Linked DNA regions of Sus scrofa: region 2 is linked to region 1. The links are chromatin contacts, called in public Hi-C maps. All regions are on one chromosome and are shown on one strand. The core of a region is the stretch at or near the end of the contact, and the rest is flanking DNA. Distances in the headings are between cores, read along the strand shown.

What was found. A called contact is a pair of places that touch in the nucleus more often than the background predicts.
Region 2: a Hi-C map of fetal skeletal muscle shows a contact between it and region 1, with 1.7 times the contacts expected there. The contact joins two enhancer-like sites. A contact is called at or near these places in 5 of 47 Hi-C or Micro-C datasets (embryonic fibroblasts, fetal heart ventricle, fetal skeletal muscle and 1 more).

The regions. Positions count from the first base shown.
Region 1 is chr7:17,868,914-17,873,392 of Sscrofa11.1, forward strand. The region is part of intron 2 of LOC106504342 (a long non-coding RNA gene); the gene reads left to right. Among named protein-coding and RNA genes, the nearest start is that of HDGFL1, 180 kb to the left of the region's middle. Within about 2 kb of position 2,013, at least 2 of the 83 cell types and tissues checked have an H3K27ac peak or open chromatin away from gene starts, as enhancers often do. A contact at or near this core is called in fetal skeletal muscle, where this site is marked.
Region 2 is chr7:18,202,156-18,206,634 of Sscrofa11.1, forward strand. The region is part of intron 4 of LOC106504342 (a long non-coding RNA gene); the gene reads left to right. Among named protein-coding and RNA genes, the nearest start is that of HDGFL1, 510 kb to the left of the region's middle. Within about 2 kb of position 1,881, at least 6 of the 83 cell types and tissues checked have an H3K27ac peak or open chromatin away from gene starts, as enhancers often do. A contact at or near this core is called in fetal skeletal muscle, where this site is marked.

The sequences.
Region 1 (4,479 bases), core at 763-3,262:
TTAGCCCTTTATTAAGATAGAGTGGGGAGCTGGAAAACACACACACACACACACACACACACACACACACACACACACACACACACACACACACTAGAAGTCAGAAAGTGGATGAGACAATGACCAGGGTTTTGATTGGAGTTGCTGCTCAGAGTGTGGGGAATATTTCTAGGCTCTTATTTTGGGTATAGGTGAGTGGCTATTCTGAGATTTATGGATAGGTTGAGCAGGATATGGCTGGGTGTGACAAAAATGTGGCTTCCCAGGAAAAGTAACCAGACCAGGAAAGGGCATGACAGAAATGACCTTCACTTAGCTCAAGGTTCCTGTATCCCTGTCAATTTGAAGTCTTAATCTACGAAGGTGTGTATGTGCAATGCCAAGGGAAAGGGAAAGTGATTTTCACTAGTCTCTCTTATGTAGCTTTCATTTTCATTATATACTGTGGGGGCGTATGGTATGTTCCAATGAAGACACATCTCCATGGCAGTATGCCTGTAAGGATGGCTGCAGGCTGCGTAAGACAGGAGTTGGGAACAGAAGAGGGAGAACCTTTGGAGTGAAATGCAGTGTTGGAACGAGCATCATCATGGGTCACATCTTAACCTCCCTCCCCACCCCACCCATCCCCAACATGACCTAAGTCTTTGAAGAAAGAGGTAAAGTCTTTGAAATATTTAAAAATCAATGATTGAGAGCAAACCACTAGGTAAATGATAGGTAATATAGTGCCCTTCTCCCCAAACCCACAAGGCAGTTCCAATTTTGACTCCAGTCCCTATTGGAGTGGTTCTAGAAGGCCATCTGGAAATACTTTCTCATTCCTATTTACTCACTTTCAACAGATAGTGTTGAATATGTCAATATGTGAACTTTTCACATTCACTGAATGTGAATTGTTATGTGAGAAGATAGAAGTTAAAGTAGACAGATAGGGAGTTCCCGTCGTGGCGCAGTGGTTAACGAATCCGACCAGGAACCATGAGGTTGCAGGTTCAGTCCCTGGCCTTGCTCAGTGGGTTAACGATCTGGCATTGCTGTGAGCTGTGGTGTAGGTTGCAGATGTGGCTCGGATCCTGCATTTCTGTGGCTCTGGCGTAGGCCTGTGGGCCTGTGGCTACAGCTCCGATTGGACTCCTAGCCTGGGAACTTCCATATGCCTCGGGAGTGGCCCAAGAAATAGCAGCCTTAGAAAAGACAAAAGCCTTAGAAAAGACAAAAAAAAAAAAAAAAAAAAGTAAAGTAGAAAGACAAGCAGTGATCAGATAATGAAAAGCTTGCTTTTTTTTCCCCCTAAAGTCTTGGTATTTATCTTGGAAGACCTTAAAAAAAAAAAAAAAAAGAAAAGCAAACAAAAACAAAACACAAAGAGAAATCTTTGAAGGGCTTTAAAAAGGGAAAATAAATAATTGCATTTAAGTGCAATAAATAGACAACATTCGCTTTTCTTTTGCTTTACGTGATTGGTTTAAGGCCATGTTTCCCAAATTTATCTGACCCTTAGAATCATCTGAGACCTTTTGAAAATTCCAAAGCCCAGGCCACATCCCAAACCAACTAAATCACAATCTCTAGGAGTACATGTTGGGAAACATAGAAGTAAAGGGTAGGGGTAAATATTATTTATAGCAGATTAATTTACTTGAAATGGCTTGGGCCATTTTATTTATTATTTTACATGTTTTTCATGACTTTTTACTTCCTCATATTTAAGTCATGGAGAATGGCATGATGAAACAGTGCCAGGACCTCTCACCAAAATAGAAATCTATTCAGCGGTGTAATTGCAAAGGCACTTTGCATCTTGCTAGTAGAAATAGGAGCTTGGGTTGAGGCAGGAAAGATGATTTTCCAGACACTATCTTTGAGTCCGTAAATTTCCCTTTATTTCTCCCACAGACTCATGCCCCCATAGTAATATTTTCAATATAACACCACATACTTACACATTATTTGTGCTTAGAGAGTACATAGTATTTATTTTTTACCATGTTGTAGTGATACGTCTGAGCAGGCATGACCACACAAGTCAGTTATAGGTACACTCTGTCCTTGATGTTCAATTCAGGTAGGGACCACTTAACACACAAAAGGGCTTTCCCATTATATCCTGGATCATACCTTTTTCTCCTACTCTGGATACAAAGCAGAGCTTTTTCTCTTGATCTTCCTTACTTGTTGAGGCGGAAGATTTTTTTTTTTTTTTAAAGTACAAAATGCTATTTAGTTAAGACACAAACATACCCACATGTACCCCAAATTGTGCCCCGCTTCCAGATTTGGTAAATGTAATGCGTGGCTAGAAATCTGAATTTTATGGAATTCCTGCCATGGTGCAGTAGGTTAAGAATCCAAATGCGTGGCTTGAGTGGCTGCTGAGGTGCTGGTTCGATCCCTGGCCTGGTGCAGTGGGTTAAAGGATTCAGCATTTCTGCAGCTGTGACGGAGTTTGCAATGCAGCTCAGACTCAGTCCCTGGCCCAGGAACTTCCATATGCCACAGGTATGGCCGTAAAATTAAAAAAAAAAAAAAAAAAAAGTTTGAATTTTAAACAAGTGCTCTAATACTTCTGATATTATTGGTCTGCTCTCACTCTTAGAAACCCTGATTTTGGCACTTGAGATGCAAAGATAAATAAGGAGGAATAGAACTGCCTAGAAAGTATTTTTGGCCCAAACAGTTTTTTGTGGCTTCTGTATATATCATAGACATTGTTCTGAACTGGAATGATTTTTCTCCTGCCAAAAGGCCTAAGAAAAATGTCCAAGTAGAGCTCTCTTCCATCTTTGAAGTAGGCTTTTCCCTTTTTTCCTAGCTTTTCATGGCATGCTTGCTTTTCTCTCACCATCCATACTGTACTTGTTGGAGTTCTGGATTCTCCTCATTCCTTAGCTTTGCATCCTGCCCTTAATCTAATTTTTATTTCATTTCATTTATGTATTTAATTTAAGTATTACTTTCATGCTCAGCCATTTAGAGGTTCTACCTGGCCAGACCAGCCAATATGGCACTAGTACCAGGTGAGCCTCCCTGGCATCTTGATCTATTTGGTAGTCATTTTGCTGCTCAGGTAGGAGTTCACCATGGAATGAATGTTGAACTAGAAACACTGGGATCCAGTCTTGCTTCAACATTTAGCAACAGAATGATCTTGAACAAATTCCCCTTCTAAAGTGTGTCTTCCTCTTCGGAGAAAGTTGGAGAAACTTCTATCTGTTCTGCCAGCTTAATGAAGTGATCGTGAAAAGAAGTGAAACTGCTGTATGTCAAAATCATTTGTCAATCCTGAAAGCCTCAAAAATGGTGAAAGCTGTGGTTCTGAAAATTTAGCTTTCATCAGACTCCCCTGGAGGGCTATTCAAGCACACCTGGCTGAAACCCACCCCCAGGTTTTGTAATACAGCAGGTTTGGAGTAGGGCCTGGGAATTTGCCTTTCTAGATGGTTCTAAGAGATATTGACATGGATGTTTCTGGCCCCAGGATCACACTTTGAGAACACTGGTCTAAGGCATCACTATAAAATGGTCTAATTTCTCCATTTGCCTATGTTCTCTGTGCTTCCCAGTGGATCTCAACACTCGAGGTTCTATTAGTGAAGTTAAAGTGTTCTAAACGTAATTTGAAAATTGACTGGGAGTGTGGGTCTTCACAAAGCACCTACTATATGGGAATTAGAAGCAGAAAAAAACAATTAAATAAACAAATGTCACATGAGAAACTTCCACAAATCTCTAAGAAATTCTATTTTGAGCTTTGTGCATTCTCCTATAATAAGTCAATTTATTTTTCTGGGTATGGAAGTGGCTAGTATTATCTTTGAACTGAAGCAGGCTATGCCTGATGGGGCAACTGGGTAGGGGTCTCCCTGGGGTCTTCCGGCTGTCTGTATGTTTAATGGTGCAGTCCTGGGTTACTGTAATGAAGAGGAACAGGACACTGTCAGCTTCAAAGTCAATGTGCTGTGCATTACAAATGGGAATGCAGAGAGCACACAAGACAATTTTAGCTGGAAAATTAAAATATGCCACGACATAGCTATAAAACTCTTCGCTGCCAAGCCAATATCATTCTGGCTTATGGCCATTCGACCTCACAAAAGGAGGTTAATTCATGAAATAAACTTGTTGTAAAATGGGCTAAAGGAAATCTGATGGGTTAGCCAAACTTTGAGATGCCAAATGAGATTACATCTACCTGGATAGAGAAGGAGATGGCTGGATGTCAGTGAAACGCAGAAGGCTAGTAGGTCTGTATGGGAATCTGGCTTCTAGAGCATGTCTGTGTGTATAGCATGTGTCTTTGACCAAGCGTCAGAACAATCACGCCTTTGAAGGGATGAGGGGTCAGCCTAATTGGTCTTTCCCAAGCAGTTGCACATACTGTTAAATTAAAAAGGAAAGATGGGTCAGCTTAAAGCAATTCACATGACTCGGATTAGCTGGTCAGGTCCTACAAAGGCTCATGCTAAGGAATCATAG
Region 2 (4,479 bases), core at 631-3,130, 330 kb after region 1:
TCTGGGTGATGGAATGAAATATTCACAACGATCTTCACAATAGCTGAGGTCATGCATGAAGCTTGATTTCTCATGTCGTGTAATCTTACAAAAGTACTATACAAAACAAAACAATGTGGCAGTTGTTACTATTAGATAATTATGAGACTTTGGACCTTTTTGCCAAAAGTCATAATTAAAACACACCACTTCTTAGTAGGCAGTGTTAGTTGGGTATTTCTCTAATGTCTGCTTGTTCTCCCTGGAAGGTCATTCTTTTAAATAGTGCATTGATAGTTTCATTCACTGTAGAACATGTATGATGAATTTAGGTCATATTAATTTTAAGAGAAGCACCCTCTCAGGAGCTAATGGATGGGGCTATAGTGGACTACAAAATACAGTCAAGTGCCTTGCACATAAAATTAAACAGGGTTTCTTTTGTGAGGTGCTCACACTTTGAGTTGATGTTTGTTATTGTTTGGGTTTCACAGGAGCCCTGTGTTTCAACATTTCTTTAACTACTCATAGGGCAGAAGAGCTCTGTGTGCTCATAACCCAACCTGCATTATCTTGATTCATAGCAAATTACCATTAAGATTAAAATGCAACTGATTTCCTCTCTGGCTCACTCCTTACAAAGATGCTGGAAGTTCACCTAAACAAAGGATTTGCAAATGTTAAATCTGGAAAGAACTTTAAATTCCCTTTCTCCAGCTCAGATTCTTCATTTACCTGATGAGAAAATGGAGTCCTAGAGAAAGGAGAGGGCTTACGACCCAGCATGTCACTTAATCTACCCTTCCTACCCCTAGTTGCAAAGGGAAGAGAGAAATTCCTTTCCCACCTACTTCTCAGAATCGCTGTAAGGATAAAATTAGATAAAGTACGCAACATTTTTGAGAATAGCAAAGTAAGAGTAAAGTAAAAATAGTAAGAGTGATGATTGTAAAGATATCATTTATTGAATATTTGGTATGAACTGGGCACTGTATTACATATATGATCTCACAAATCATCATAACCCTACCATAGACATGTATTTATTATCCCCAATTAAAAATGAAGGAACTGGGGAGTGCCCATGGTGGCTCAGCAGTAATGAACCCAAGTAATATCCATGAGGATGCAGGTTCAATCCCTGGCCCCGCTCTGTGGGTTGAGGATCCCATGTTGCCACGAGCGGTAGTGTAGATGGCAAACAGCTTGGCTCAGATACCATGTTGCTATGTGGCTGTGGCCTAGACTGGCAGCTGCATCTCCCATTTAATGTCTAGCCTGGGAACTTCCATATGCCCTGGATGTGGCCCGAAAAAAAGTGTGGGGGAGGGGACAGAAACTGAGGCTTGGAGATTTGCCCTAGGTCAGAAGCTACCTAGTAGCAGAACTAAGAGTGAACCTTAGGGAATCCAACATTAAACAAAAGCTCTTTGGCTTTACTTACAGCCCAAGGATTCACACTGGAATCCATACTGGACCATAATTGTCTTATTCTCAGGGTTTTCCCATTGTTATAAATTAGTTTCATAAAGTTCTTTTGGAAGCAGAGAAAATGGAAACTGCCTATCCCTTTCTAGGCTTAATTTGATGTATTATTTACCTTGAACACTGGAGTTTTCATTAAGAATGAAAAATAGACAAGTTTCTGACATTGCTATAGATGTTTTCAGTCCAGTGCTATGGTTTTCTATTTGCTGTATATTTTGCCAATTGAGCCTCTAGGTGTCCAGTGCTATCACTCTAAATAAACCTCTCCTCATTCTGTTCTGCTTCCTTGCTGCAAGAAGCATGAAGCTGTAAACTGCCTATCAGGAATTTAGAGAAGAACCCAATGATCATGGCAATGGAATCTGTATGTGTGCTGGCTGCGCCTGTGCCAGATGATGTTAAAAGGCTGCCACCTTCTGTTTAGCCCAAGTGTTGCTGAGGCAACTTTCCCACAGCTTCCCTAAGAGTCCTCTAAGCTGATTTACACTGATTCCGAATTGCACTTCTGCAATATATAACATGACAAGTTAAACGCAAAGCCTGCCAAAAAATCTTGATAGGCTCAGCTTTCGTGCTACGGCACTTGAAAAGACCATTACGACTGCCATCCCCCTAAAGTGTGCTCAATATTTTTTGACAGTGAATTATCTAAGCAGCAGTTTATCTCAGCATTCATGGAATGGGGGTGGGGGTTTTACCCTTTAAAGATTCAAAAGAAGGAAGATAAAGGGGGTGGGGTAGGGATATTTTCCATTGTTCAAGTGGTAATGGATTACTCCAAGGGTTTCCAGATGTTGCAAGGGCTCTAGTTTTATACTCAGGTGCGTTTTCTGCTGAGACTTACAAGAAATGAAACACATTATGGGCAGGATCCTAGACTGTAAGCAAAGGAATAACACCAGCATCTGAATTTTTCTCTGAGAGGTTATATGAAAGAGATACCTTGTGCCTGACCCCAGTAAGCTGAGCCTCCAGCAGCTGGCTTATCAAGGACAATCACCTCTTGCTTTATCAGCACTAAGCTATTGTTTTCTTCAGGACACGAACCCTACAGCAATCACTGACACCATATAGTGTGTTCCATCTGGAGCTCTGCCAGCCTGAAATCCCGCCCCTAACTTCTCCCCACAAAGTGAGGGTGGGGCTCCATTTTATTTCAGTAACACAGCCCAGCAAAATTAGCTTTGCCCAGGGTCACTTTAATAACTAGCACATGAGCACCTCCATCCATGTGTATACGCTTAGATCTGGGTGAGTTGGGTCTCTTTACATGGTTAAAATACTAGGGATTGTTTACAAAAGCTGGAAAAGTCAGGGATGGAAAATAGTTCTAGAGGCCAGAACTATCCAGTTAAGTGCTTACTGACCAGATTTTTATTGACTAAGAAACATATGCCTAATAAATCTATGACTACACTCACATCTTCTCAGTCTAAAATTATCTATGTATTTATGCATCTTTCTAGTTTTATGTCTCTTGCTACAGGACATAAAAGAAACAAACAGATAATTATATTTCTTCCTGAAACCTTATAGAAAAAAAAAATTGCTCACTCTCCCAATTTCCTTCTAATACAGATATTTTTAATGTCATTATTTCTTTTATCTCACTTATGCATCATTTTTCTAGAAATGCTTCTCTGTATATTAGGCATCTTACATATGCTAGATATTTAACATTAGTAGGAGACAATCTCACTGATCTTGGATTTTGCAGATTCCCAAACTAATTAATAACTTAATTGCAAATATTTTCCAATGTAAATGCAGTAAAACAAGATTTTCATAGGGGGAGGGGAGATCCTATGTTCAAGAACAATGAAGCTAAGTGCAAGGATGCTTTGTAATCCTATAGTCGACATTCATACAGAGACTAATCTCCCTACAGCCTTGATTGAAACCATGTCAGCAGAATCCCTGCTAGAGGGACTTGGATGGTAGAGTCCTTGTACTTTTCAAGAGTTAATGCCCAGGGGTCAGGCACTTCTCCTGGGCCACAACTTAGGAAATCTCAGGTGGACCTAAGGCCACAACAATTCAGGAGAATACTATTTTCCCACCTTCTTTTTTAAATCCATGACTCTTATACCTTTTAGTAAAATATTTGCATCTTCAGTTTCTTCAGGTTGAGCAAATACAAGCACTATTTCCTGGTGCTCTGATTTTATTCAAAGACTTTAACAGTAATCTGTCTTCTCTTGATAATACAGCTTTGATCATTCCCACTCAATTTTACTGACTAGACCAGAAAGAAAATCATACAGTACCTGTGCCCAGAATCACACAGCCTGCAACTCCAGTACCATCTTAGCAATCTTGCCCAGTATCTAAACTATATGCCTGAAAAGAGCTAGGAAGACACATTATTCATCAGATTCCAACACAGGAAGGAACTCTCAGAAAAATCAGATCAAGAGAGACAATATGTTTCAAAGCTGAATTGGCAGAAGATCTTGATCCAGTGCCATCATTACAGATGAAGCAACTGAAGTACACAGAATGGCCATCCAACATGGTGGCTGAGCTAGTTTAGTGACAAATATACATAGAACCAAGTCAACTCAGTGGTACTCCTCATCTTTTTCACCTTGACATCAGTTCTCAGATATTAGTGTCAATAAAAAAATTCAGAGATCTTCTATGACATGAATATTTTATAGAGTAAGAATCAAAGTTTTCAACAAACAAAGGACTTCAAAACTGAAAGTGATAAGAAGCTCATCTCTGGAGGGTAACGGTAAGGTTTACCAGCCTCAAACAGGAGATTCAAAGAGCTGAATTCTCATTGATTAGGGTCAAGTGGGTTACTTGGGTGTTGCTGATTGGCTAGAAGGTGCTGAGTTAGGCCAAGAAGGAAATAAAGCTGGAGGTTCTTCAGTCTATGTGGGTATATCAGCAACTGGATCCTTACTGGACGTGAGCTATTTCCTCATAGTCAAAGGTGCATTTCAGCCTCCATTCTGATTTTTATTTCACGGTCAGGTGAATGAAAATCATCTAGGGAATATGGTG